2 separate regions of the Sus scrofa genome follow, and region 1 is linked to region 2. The links are chromatin contacts, called in public Hi-C maps. All regions are on one chromosome and are shown on one strand. The core of a region is the stretch at or near the end of the contact, and the rest is flanking DNA. Distances in the headings are between cores, read along the strand shown.

Region 1 (6,445 bases), core at 3,151-5,650, 1.5 Mb after region 2:
TTGCCTTTTTTTTAAGGCTGTACCCACGGCAAATGGAGGTTCCCATAAGAGATTTTTAAAAAGACATCTTACAAATGTCCAGTGGAATGCCTAAAACACAGTAAGAACTTAATAAATAATAAATATGCAGTGAAAATTGGCATTTTTGTCACCCTGCATATATTCACTCTTTTCCTAGCTACAAAGAATATCTCCTTGTAACACCCACTATGAGAAGCCTGAGAATAAGACAAGGGAATGCAAAACAGAGCAAAGAAAGAAACAAAATCCTGGTGTCTTCGTTTGAACAATGAATCCAGTAACTCACCTAACTTTGTGGTTATGAAAGATAATTTTTTTTCCTCAGGACAATTTATGTATTTATTTATTTATTTTAGTGCCACACCCATGGCATATGGAGGTTCCCAGGCTAGGGGTCGAATCGGAGCTGCAGCTGCCAGCCTATATACCACAGCCACAGCAAACATGTCTGCAACCTACACCACACCTCACGACAGTACCAGATTCTTAACCCACTGAGTGAGGCCAGGAATCGAACCAGCATCCTCATGGAAAGTAGTCAGATTCATTTCTGCTGAGTCACAACAGAAACTCCATCCTCAAGACAATTTAAACAGGGTTTTCTGTCAGTTTAATCTACAGGGTCCCACCTAAGACATTACTATAACTACTTCCTCTTCCTAGAGTCTAAGAATGGACATTCTCTGGTGCTATCCTCTCTCTATTCACAACCTTAAATTTTTAATTTTAGTGTTTCAACTATTCTTGTAACTCTATCTCACCTTATCTTCTCTCTTGAACTATATTCCCTGCCTCTACTGCCCACTGGATATATCTTTCCTAATCTCAACCTATATGAATAAAAACGACATTTTTCAAAACAGTCTATCCCTTAAAACTGCTTCATTTCCTCACTTCCCACTTTTTTCTATGTTAGGTAGGTGAGAGTTTCAACAAGACTCATGTACTAGGGAGCTTATAATATCAAGAGGCTGTGTCTATATCCAATTTATTCATCTTGAACAATATTCTCTAAGTACTTATACACTACTTACATAAATTCATCTTTGTTATTCATTTTGACTTATTTTTAATATCTAATTAATCCAAATATTTATAATTAATTATAAACTTGGTTAATATTTTTAAACATTTACCCACAAATCTAATTTCAGACTTTGTGAAATGCTGCAACCACATTAGAAGGCAGACAAAAAAGCTCATGTTGCTATAATGATGATAAAATTTAACTATGCATTTCAAAAATTGCAAATGTTGGAGTTCCCATCGTGGCGCAGCAAAAACGAATCTGACTAGGAACATGAGGTTGCAGGTTTGATCCCTGACCTCGCTCAGTGGGTTAAGGATCCGGCGTTGCCGTGAGCTGTGGTATAGATCGCAGATGTGGCTTGAATCCTGGGTTGCTACGGCTGTTGCGTAGCCAGCAGCTGTAGCTCTGATTAGACCCCTAGCCTGGGAACCTCCATAAGCTGCGGTGCAGCCCTAAAAAGACAAAAGACAAAAAACAAAAAAAAAAAAAAAAAAAAAAACAAAAAAAAACCCTGCAAAAGTTAATTTTAATTATATTCCAATTTTTCCCTTTAAACTCATTCTTATTTCTCCCTATAGGGTACAATTTTTTGAACACAAAAAAGTAAGGATTCTCTTCTTTGCCTTAAATTATAGATAATGGTTTTTAGCAGATGATTTGGGACCAGAAAGATGAGACTTGGTTATACCTTCCAAGACTGTAACCTAGTCCCTCCCAATTGGACCAGCTTCTTTTTATCCAAAGTACTGGCAGAGATCAATCAAGTCTTTATTTCTTATTGACTCTATTCTCTTCTCAAATCACTTCTTCACTTATTCTGAGTGTCCTACTGTCACTCCATATTTAAGCTCCACTATAACTTTGCTATGAATGTCTTTCCTACATTACAGACACTAGTCTAAACTTGTTTAAAAATATTCATTCTGAGTGGAGCACGGTTAGATTCAACTAAATCTAAAGCTATTGGTCACTTTATTGGTTTATTGAAATTACATTTCTTACTCATTAGTCACTAAGACCTATCATTACTTATAGCAATAACAAAGGCAGCAAGACTAGGATTTATTTGTGACATCTTTCTTCTTATCCCCTCATCACTAATCCAGGGATTCATAAAGAATAGATAGAATCTGACTGACTTTTAGTCTGGCTCAGACTCTTAACCATTAAAAGCTACAAAAGCTACAGATTTTCCCCTGCAAATATATTCAGATTTTTTTCCATTCCACTGCATAGGCACTTTTAACTTCCCACACGGAAGTAAGTACAATTCCATGTACGGTAATAATCTCAGCCATGCCTGATCTCAGTTTCTTAACACATTTCACATAAATAGTTAATTTTTTTTATTAAGTCATTCCTAAGCTCAAATTTTTTCTAATATTCTAAAAATGTATCATATGTAACATCCTTGATCTGGCTTGAAGACCCTTCGTAAGCTAACCTTCTTCTAACTTGACATACCCATTATTCATCCTTAGCACATACCCTGATAAAATCAATGGTAAAACACAGCAATATCAAATGAATATAGTGTGTGGGATAGACAATCATAAACAATTCTATGAGGTAGGTATTATATGCTGATTTTATAATAAATACTCTCAGAGGGACTGATAAATTGATAAATTGTCTAAGTATGTAGACAAAAAAACATGAGATTTGGGATTCTGTTATCTCTTACATCTTTCTACTCCACTGTGCTGTCTCCCAAATACACTACCCAATTTGGTCTAGTCTTTGCATTTCTCTTGGTTAATATCTCTCCAACTCAGGGTTAGTTATGTTTTACAGACTTCAAAAATCCAAAAGATTCCAGATGCTTTCAAAGAGAATTACTACATTTTCCTCGCACACCTACGGGTCAAAATTTTTTTTCATTGAGTTTACTGTCTGTAGTTTGTCCTTCGAAAACAATTTTTTTCAACTTCAAATATAAAGGTATATTACAATAAGGAGTCAATACTTACTCAAACCACACCAGTCTCCCCTCTTCAACAAATTCTTACACTTGTGGGCAGTGGCCTCTACATGTCTTCTTGGGAATCACTGAACCTGAATATGCTCCTCAGGGCAAGGGTCATACATACTTACTTAGAATGACAATTTAAATTCATGCATAAAGAGGATTTATTGGGGGTTTAGTATGTCAGGCACCAAGTATTAAAAAGCTAAAAGGGGGAATAAAAGAGTTCCCAGTTCTCCATGTCAAGTACTTTAGAGCTGCTGAACAAATGCTTATTGGAGGTAGTCAAATCAACCAGTGGTTAACATTTGGGGGATTAGGATCGTGTTTGAGAATTTGATAAAAGTTCTGGGAAACTCCTCAGAAAAATTCACAAGCAGACATAATTCTGTACACAGCTAAAGGGGCAAGGGGTTGGAGATGGAGAGTGGAGGAGAGGTGGTATGAACAATCGCCTACCACCAGATCCATAAACTCCAGGTTAAAAACTCACTAACAAAACTAAATTCTCTGGGAACAGAAATACTACCTTGATAATCTTTCTTATGCCTGACACAGTGCAACGTGTACAAAGCTACTTAATATTTGCTGATCGATAATTTTTTCATAAACATATGATACGAGCAAATCGTTTCTTCTATTACGGAGTCTTTCAGCCAAATAATTTTAAAAGCCAGAAACCCTCTTTCGCTAGTGACGCTAACGACCTAATACTAATAACTCGAAATCCTTATTTTGCTATTTACTACAAGATCATTCACCAATCGAGGTCTTCTCCTTGTTGTCCCCCTACTCTCTCCAAAGACTTAGGGCTTCCTCTGCATCCCAAGAGCTACGTCCAGAGCCCCAGTGCTCCAGGGAGATGGAAAATAACTGATGCTCCAAGCTGCAAACACCCTAAAAGCAGGAAAAGTGGGTCCAGTAATGGCCACAACCTCTAAACTCTTTCCTCACTTCGTCCAGAGATAGAGATTTACCTTAAGTAAGTTCCAGGAAAGCAGTGGCGATCGCTCTCACAGGGGTGCTACCAGTTACCAAGAAGCCTCGGATCTCTTCGTCACCATAGCGACTTCTGAGAGCAGAGCGAACTCCCTCTTCCCGCGATACTTCCCGCCGCGTCACCCGAGCGGGCCCGAGACCCCGCCCCTAGCGAGCCCGCCCTCTTGTTAAGGAGCGTTATTGGGCTTCTGTGCCCGTTGTTTAGCTGTGGGCGGGGTCCCATTCTGTTTTCTTCCTCTTATTCAAAACTCCCAAAACTTTTTAAAAATATATTTTATATGAATGTTGTTGTCCATAGGCCCAAGGAAAACATTGCTTCGCTTTTCTTTTTCACTTAGAAATGTCCTCTGCCGCCAGGGTCCCGCCAGCATTTCGCGCATGCGTGTAAACGACATGAAGATGGCGACCATAATCGCCGCAGTTTTTTCAAATTAGTGGGTCCCAGAAAGCATTGCGCGCATTTGTAACGAATTTCCGTTCGAGTTTGTATTTTAGGCGCCATTTTCGAGTGAAGGACCCGGAGCCGAAACACCAGTAGACGCGGGGGGGTTATACAACCGTTTCCAGCCTTGGTCTGAGTGGACTGTCCCGCAGGTAAAGTACCTCTTTTCCTGGTAGAGTTGTCACACTCTTACTTCCTGCCCCGTCTGCCGGCACCTGGGAAGAAAAGGCCTTGAGCTGGAGCGGCCGAAGTCTAGGCTGAGGCTGCCGCCGGGAGGTTTCTCTCGCTGTCACCCCTCCCCCCTCAGCCTCTCCTCAGCATTCGGGGCTCCCGCGCGCTTCTTCTGGGCGCCACTTCTTTGAGCTACTTGGGCGTCGCTCAGGGGACGCGAGGGATCGGGGCTTAAGCTTCGTGGACTTCTTCTCAGAAAACTTGGTCCCGATCGGACTGTAGGGTTTCCCCTTGCCCCGGCCCCCTGCCTCTCTCTCTCTTCTCCCAAGGGACTGATTACCCGATCTGAGCCCTTACTGGTGACCTTTCCTGGTTTATTGCCTAGCGGGAGTCTGCCGCGGACACCGGAGGTACAAACCCCTGCTGCCCCAAGGTGATTTGAACCGGAGCCGGCACTGCCGGCCTCCGATTTGAAAATCGCGGGGGTCGACCCCATCCACTGGTCCCTATCGGGCAGTCGTGAGGACACCTCAAAGCCCGCGGGCGGTCAAGGGCTCCTAGAGCTAAATGGCGAGGAGAGGATAGTGGGCGGCGAGCAGCCGGTTCTTCGCTGCTCTCGGAAGTTGAGAGCCCCTCAAGCCTAAAGTTAATACGAACTCTTCGCTCTCAAAGTGTGTGCGCTTGTATTCCTAGCCCCGGGAGCGTGGGCATGTCGGTAAACGCCAGTTTACTTCGTTTAGAAATTACGTTAGAATATTCTTATACCCTTACCTTCGTCGGGGGGATGGGAAGGGAACTTTAGAAAATAAAAAGAACTAAGCTTGATTCCCCAAGCACGTCTAAGTTTTCCCACTTGCTTTGGACTTAGGAAAACGGATCCCGCCTTCTTGGCACCTCGAGGGGTTTTGTGCCTTCTTTCTCGAGGACCCGCTGGCGTTGAGCAGGGTTTTTAAACGGGGCTTTCGGAAATAGATGGACGGAATTTTCCCCGGGTTGGGTGGGGTGGAGGCTGGGCCCATCCCACCGCCGGGCCAGCGGAGAATGGACCCTCAAGGTCCTGCGGCTCGCGGGCTGACTTGCCGCCGGCTCTTTCTCGGCCCCAGCGACCATGCCCCGTAAGGGCACCCAGCCCTCCACTGCCCGGCGCAGAGAGGAAGGGCCGCCGCAGTCCCCGGACCGCACCAGCAGCGATGCGCAGCCGGAGTCGCCGCCCGGCTGCTCGGAGAGCCGGGCGCCTGCCACCGCAGGTGAGTAGCAACCGCGGGAAAGCGCATGGGGGATCCGGGTGTGTCCGCGCCCAACCCAGGACTGTCTGGTGTCTTGGGGCGCGGGCAAGAGGGGCTTCGGGGTTGCGGTGCGAACATCTCGTGTCGGTTCCGTAGACCCACTGAAGAAAGCGGTCTGGCGAGTTTCACAGATTAGACTATGCAGTTTCGGTGTAACGGTCCTGGAGGGGGATGGAGGCGAGTAAACAGCTTCAATTCTTAATTTCTGTTTATTGTCTTCTGTTTCCGCGGAAATCGACACTATTAGCCAGTAGTCAGTGGACTTTCTTTCAGACGGAGGCGGCGTGACTGTATGTTACTATGATGAAAAGTTGCTTGACCCTAACTTCACCTCCGTGGTCTTAAATTGTGTTTAAAGAGAAGATGATAATTTGCTCGAAACTACTGTAGTTTTTGTGAGTCCAGGAATTGGGTGACATTATGAAACCCTTGTGACAATGTCGCTTGAGCTCTTGCGTGTCCAAAGTTAAGGCTCCAGGTGCTCAGAGATGTAGAGAGTTGGCTCTAGAGCCATAGGATTTTACTACTTG
Region 2 (6,305 bases), core at 1,108-3,607:
ATCATTTTAACACGTAATCAGTATAAAAATTAAAAAAAGATTTTATATTCTTTTCATACTAAGTTTGAAATCTGGTGTATATTTTACACTTACAGTTCATTTAATTACAACCAGCAACATTTCAAGTATCAGCTTGTCATACATGGTGTTGGCTACCTATTGTACAGAACAGAGATGATGTTTAAAGCTATGGAACTGGGTAAGTGGCAGAGAGCCCAAGACTGGACTTTGGAGCACTTGAACATTTAAGAGTTTAGGTAGAAGAGGAGGAGCTAGAAGGAGCTGACAAATGAGACAGAAAATGAGAGCCCAGTAAACTAGGAGAAAAACAAGGCAAGTGTAGTGTCAAGGAGGTAATTAAGGAGAGGGCTGTCAACTATTATCAGCTGACGCTGAAGAGTGGCATAAGATGAGGACAGAGAAGTGACCACTAACTGGGAAGATGGAGTTGTTAGCCATCTTGGTAAGACAGTTTCATTAGACAGGGGGCTTCTCCTTTGGGGTTGGGTGAGAAAGGGAGGTGGAAAGTGGAGTCATTTGTGGAGACATCTCAAAGGCAAAACGTTGTAAACTGATCTATCTTCTCTGGCATCCCCCGCCCCACCCCACCGTTTCCTATATTCTGATCTCTATTGGGAGCCCACGCTAGAAATCTGGGAAATATTCTCAATTCCTTCCTCTCAGACCTCATAAACTATTTGCCCAAATTCATCCCCATTTCACTTCCAAAATACTTCTCCTTTGCTTCATCCCTATTTCCCCAGTTATAGGACCTTGCCATTTCTAATCTTCATAGTACCTAATAATCTTAATGATTATTCAACCTCTAGCTTTGTCACCCTCAAAGTTCTGCTGGCAAGCCTGGCACCACCACCCCCTTCTTGAAAGTTGAGGAGGGTGTCAGGTTGTGTTGCCAGATGTAATTTGTTTTTTTTTTGTTTTTTTTTTTAACTTTTTAAAAATTACTCAGATGAATTTATCACATCTGTAGTTGTATAATGATCATAACAATCTGATTTCACAGGATTTCCACCCCACAGCCCAAGCACATCTCCCCACCCCTCAAACTGTCTCCTCCGGAGACCATAAGTCTTTCAATGTCTGTGAGTCAGCATCTGTTCTGCAAAGAAATTCAGTCTGTCCTTTTTTCAGATTCCACATGTCAGTGAAAGCATTTGATGTTGGTATCTCATTGTATGGCTGACTTCACTTAGCATGATAGTTTCTAGGTCCATCCATGTCGCTAAAAATGCTGTATTTCATTCTTTTTAATGGCTGAATGATAGCCAGATGTAATTTGTAAAAACATAGGTTTTGGAGTTCCCAAACTGTGGTACAATGGGTTAAAAATTCGACTGCAGCCGCTTGAGTCACTGTGGAGGCGCTGGTTTGATCCTTCGCTTGGTGCAGTGGGTTAAGGATTCCACTCTACTACAGCTGTGGCTCGGATTCAATCCTGGCCCGGGAACTTCCATATGTTATAGGTGCAGCCCTAAATAAAAACACAGGTCTTGCATTCTTGATCCTCTACACAAAATCCTTGCATGTCTCCTTACGGAACAGGTTTAGTTTTTCCTACTGAGTTCTTCTTTCATTCGCAGATCAATGGTCTCTCTCCTCTCCCCCACCTCCCCTCACACACACACACACGGTTCTGTTTCAGGCTTGCATCATTATTATCCCTCCTAATCCCCACCCTCATAACCAACTCCCTCATATAGGCGTCATGACTGACCCATTCGTACTAATTCTAGCTTAGGTATGAATTTAAAGGACCTTCAGCACGCCACCACTTTCCCCCAAAGTTTGTTAAACTGTACTTACTCTCTTCCCAAACGCCTTTCCCAGGCATTCCTACGAAATTCACTACTTATTTCAACCGCTGTTCTCACTTAGACTCGTCTATTCACCATACTATTCTTTAAAGGATCAGTTTCTGTCGACCTCCCCAAGTAAACCACGAACTTTCTGAGGTCTGAGAGCTTGTCACATTCCAGTTTGTATTCCCAGTACCTGGCATGTGAGTGGACACAACATAAGACTCTCAATGAACTGTGTGGAATTAAGAGCAGCCAAAAAGGCTGCGGAAAGCAACGCTGCGAGGAGAAGGGCGGTGCGCTTCTTCGCGTCAGGCTGAGCGGAGGCCGGCACTCTCTACCCGCGCAGCGGCAGGGGATGGACAGCAGGAGCAGGCAGGAAACGAGCACAGTTCCATTTTGGGCAGCGGAAAGCTGCGGCTGGCGCCTAAGACAGTACCGGGAGAAATTAAACGTAGCTCCTCCCCTCTCTCCTCGCTAGGCCTGCCCACCACGTGATCTTGCCTGCTCACGTGAGCGCGGCCTTGCGTGACCTGCCCCGGCATCACGTGAGCAACCGTGGTCACGTGAGCACGGTTTTTGCTGGGCTCCAGCAGCAGCTTCTTCCCGGAGTTGCTGTCACTGTCTTCTCCTGATCTCCCGCCGGCCGGATGGAGGAGGAAGATGAAGAAGCGAGGGCGCTGCTGCCAAGCAGCCCCGTCAAGGCCGGCAGAGGTGCCTCCAACACTCCCGACGCTCCCAGGGCGCTGTCCGCCCTCTGCGACCCCAGTCACCTGGCGCACCGGCTTTTGGTGCTGTTGCTGATGTGCTTCCTTGGCTTCGGTGAGCCGGCCGGCCTGGTGGGGTGTTGCTGCTAATCAGGAAATTACCGACTTTCTTTCGGAGAGTCGTTCTTGGCTGCCACGAGGCCTCAGCGCAGCTTCTAGTTTCTGTTTCTGGGCTTTCCTTCTTTTCCCTTCTCCACCCCATCAAAGCCTTGTAGACGTTGCTAGCTATTCGGCATTTCGAAGATAGGAGTAAGGGCACTGAGCTGCGCGAGTTTTGTGCCACTCCTTTCCTCTCCAAGAAGTCTCGAAGGCTAGCAACTTGCCGCCTGGGACCCTAGATATGAAGGAATCCCGGGATCATCAAGGTTGCTCTAATGACAGTTCCATTCAGAAGGAATTCAGAAAGATTTAACTGTCCCTTTCCCCGTTGCCCTTCCCCAACGCCCCTCTGCCCAATTTAAAATTTTTGATTGACCAACTCGTTGGCAGTCTTACGTGTTTCTCATCCTCTTTGGGAAAACGTATGAGTGTGTCTTGTTGATAGCTTCAATGAGTGGATGTGTTCTCGTTCTCTTCCGCTATGCCAATGTGAAGCAATCATACTGGATTGGACTTGTGGTAGGCTTGACGGTGTTTGGTTTCATTTACGAAATCTGGTGACTCTGAAGGAAATTTCTTGAGCTAATTTTAAAAATTATCTGCCTGTGTTCCAGCTACTAATTTTTTTCAGCAACATTCTAATGTCAATATAAGTTTGATAGGAAGGTAATAATGTGTTTCTCAAGGGGCTTGCGGGAATGGGTATCATCAACAAGTTCAGAAACATTATATTGGGTAACTTTATGCTACTGCTGAGGATATGTATGTTGGCATGGAGGTTGCTTTGAGCCTTAGTTCCTTTGCATCTCTTTTTGTTCCCCCTCTTTCTTTGTGGAAAGAAAGAGCTGCAGCTCTGATTCAACCCCTATCCTGGGAATCACCATACGCTGCAGGTGTGATCCTAAAAAGCAAAAAAAAAAAAAAAAAAAGTCAATTTTATTTCTGTAAAAATAATTCTGAGTGCACGAATGTCCAAATCTCTCCACCTCTCTCTTTCTTATCCTCTCAAAGACATTATGTTTTAATTTAATCTTTTGGAATGCTTTTGTTTTTCTTCATTACTGGCACTGTATTTGCTAAATTATTTGTCTAAAGCATTTTGTTTGTAGATTTAAAATTCTTGTTTCAAAAACAGGTTTAGTCAGAGTAAACTTCTTTCCCCTGCTCTCAAGATAAATAGTAGCTTTAGGTAACATACTAGGAAACTTCTGAGGATGTTTTTAAAATTTTTAGTGTGTGCGTTGGTAGCTTTAAGGAAAATACGGCTTTTACAAGGATGTGAATAAAACAGTAGACATGAAGCATGATAAAAGTAAAGTAGAAGAACAAATAGTTGTAGATTAACTTCTTAATGCAGGTTCCCAGTACTTGCTATGTAGTCACACTAATATTTTGTAAATAACTTGGTGTGTTTTCTTTGCATATTTGCCTGCAACTTAGAAATTATTGGTGGACAAGGACGTGGTCCAGAAATGTTTCCAGTGTCGAGCCCCTAGTATAAACGTTTAAAATCACAATTTGAGTAGCAATTGCAACTTGACACTTTTATATGGGAAGTATTGTTACTTAAAAATATTTGCTTTTCCTTTTTCTAGGCAGCTATTTTTGCTATGATAATCCTGCTGCCCTTCAGACTCAGGTTAAACGGGTAAGTTGGTTTTTCACCACTGCTTTTTTTGTTGGCTCTGGAGCAGATGTTCTGTTGAGGCATCATCAGTTCTAAGATTTCCCAGTCTGAAGTATTGTCCAGTGAATCCATTTTCATCAAACCTGTGTATGGCAAGCAGTATTCTTGAAATGAGTGGCCACAAAGAATTCATTTATAACACTTGCAGCTTGATATTGTTTCACAGTTTAAATAAATAATTGCAGTTTCTTGCAGTGGTGCCAAGAAGTATTATTAGATTTTTGTTTGCATTTCTGTGTCCCATTGTGTAAACATCTGAATGACACATGATTTGGTAGGATGGATTTTTGCTTTTGTAAGTGTGTCTTTTGTGGTTATTTTATTTTTAAAATGTGGATACTGATCCCAGAGGATTGTCCATGCCAGTATTTTTAGTCTGGTTTTGTAAAAATATATTTGATATTTACAGTTTTTTATGTATTTTGGTAGTTTTTTTTTTCCTTTGAAAGTTTTTTTTTTTTAACCCTTTGAACAGGGAGAAATGTATAGATTGACTCTTCACATTCTGGAATGAAAGGGAAAGAAGGTAGGAATTAGTGGAGGAAGGCAAGGGATAGTTAGGCTGAGATAATCCCTTTCTATTTGGGAATAAGAATGTAGAAGATACAGGCAGATGCAGATTGTAGTGGGAGAGCTGATTGATTCTAAACTCCATGAAGCCTCTGAAGTAGCGGTGGACTCAAGAAGTTCCCACGTGTCATCATTTTTCTGGGGCACATGCTACAACTGTCATGGGAGTCTCAAAGCAGTTAGTGACTACAAATGATTAAGAAATGCCTCTTAGAGTTCCCGCTGTGGAGCAGTGGATTAAGAATCCAACTGCAGTGGCTCCAGTTGCTGTGGAGGCGTGGCTTGAATCCCTGGACTCTTGCAGTGGGTTAAAGGATCCGGTGTCACAGCTGTGGCTCGGATTCAGTCTCTAGCCAGGGAACTTCCATATGCTAGGGGTGGGGGTACAGTCAAAAAAAAAAAAAAAAAAAAAAAAAAAAAAAAAAGAAAGAAAGAAAGAAAAAAAGAAAAATGAGGAAAAAAAGGAGAAAAAACAAAAACATCTGCCTTATCAGAAAGAATGTTTTGAGTTGTTAGTTGTTAAACTTAACTGTTTGGGAAAAAAACGGTTTTGTTTTCTTTCCATGTAGGATATGCAGGTGAATACCACAAAATTCATGCTGCTGTATGCCTGGTATTCTTGGCCCAATGTAATTTTGTGTTTCTTTGGTGGCTTTTTGACAGACCGAGTGTTTGGAATACGGTAAGCTTGGAAAAAAATTTCACTTATGGGTAAAATGTGATTGTTAAGAAAACAGAACTAGATTAAGTATTTCTAGAAAGAACTGAATAAACTTGTGTATTGAATGTGATAATCTGCATTAGCTTTGTGTGTGTGTGTGTGATTTTTATATTTTTGGAATTGGTTTTTGAACCTTGGTTGGTATTTCAGTTAAGGTAAATGCTGCTCATGGGATATCGTAACTCAGTTGTCTAAACTTGGAATGCCCTCACTTGGAATCAGCAAACCAGGGTCTGAATCTCATTGCTGCCACTTGCTCAACTTCTTATCTCTTCTGAGCTGTTCCTAGCTTCCTGAGCTTCAGTTTCCCCATTGATAAAATATGGATAATAATTCCTGCCTTGGAAGGTGGTTATAAGGATTGAGCGAGATGGATGCACAGTATTTGGCACATATGCAGTATTTGCCTCACCCTGTCCCAGGAAGATTTTCCCTTTTGCGTTTCTTTAGGCATCAAACTTCTTGTGACCACTCCTATTAGATGCTGAGGAAGGCATAATATTATAAACAAACATTTGTCACTTTCATCCTAATGATCAATTGTGGGTATGTGTCATGAGTAGAGACTTTAGGAGAGATGTAGAGTGGGAATACTTTGGAAGGTGGAGGATAAGATGATGATGGGTTTTCTAACCATATCTAGT

Evidence for each region. A called contact is a pair of places that touch in the nucleus more often than the background predicts.
Region 1: a contact with region 2 is called in a Hi-C map of heart right ventricle, with 5 times the contacts expected there. The contact joins the promoter of SMC4 here to the promoter of MFSD1 in region 2. A contact is called at or near these places in 1 of 47 Hi-C or Micro-C datasets (heart right ventricle) and 1 of 2 datasets of contacts at active chromatin or transcription factors (alveolar macrophages).

Annotation. Positions count from the first base shown.
Region 1 is chr13:100,073,749-100,080,193 of Sscrofa11.1, forward strand. SMC4 (structural maintenance of chromosomes protein 4) reads left to right here and starts at 4,401. Exons shown (of 24, transcript XM_005669952.3): 1 at 4,401-4,610; 2 at 5,733-5,876. The coding sequence starts at 5,738. IFT80 (intraflagellar transport protein 80 homolog) reads right to left here and starts at 4,400. Exons shown (of 20, transcript XM_021069731.1): 1 at 3,995-4,400.
Region 2 is chr13:98,589,988-98,596,292 of Sscrofa11.1, forward strand. MFSD1 (major facilitator superfamily domain-containing protein 1) reads left to right here and starts at 2,358. Exons shown (of 16, transcript XM_003358650.5): 1 at 2,358-2,639; 2 at 4,279-4,331; 3 at 5,510-5,622. The coding sequence starts at 2,468.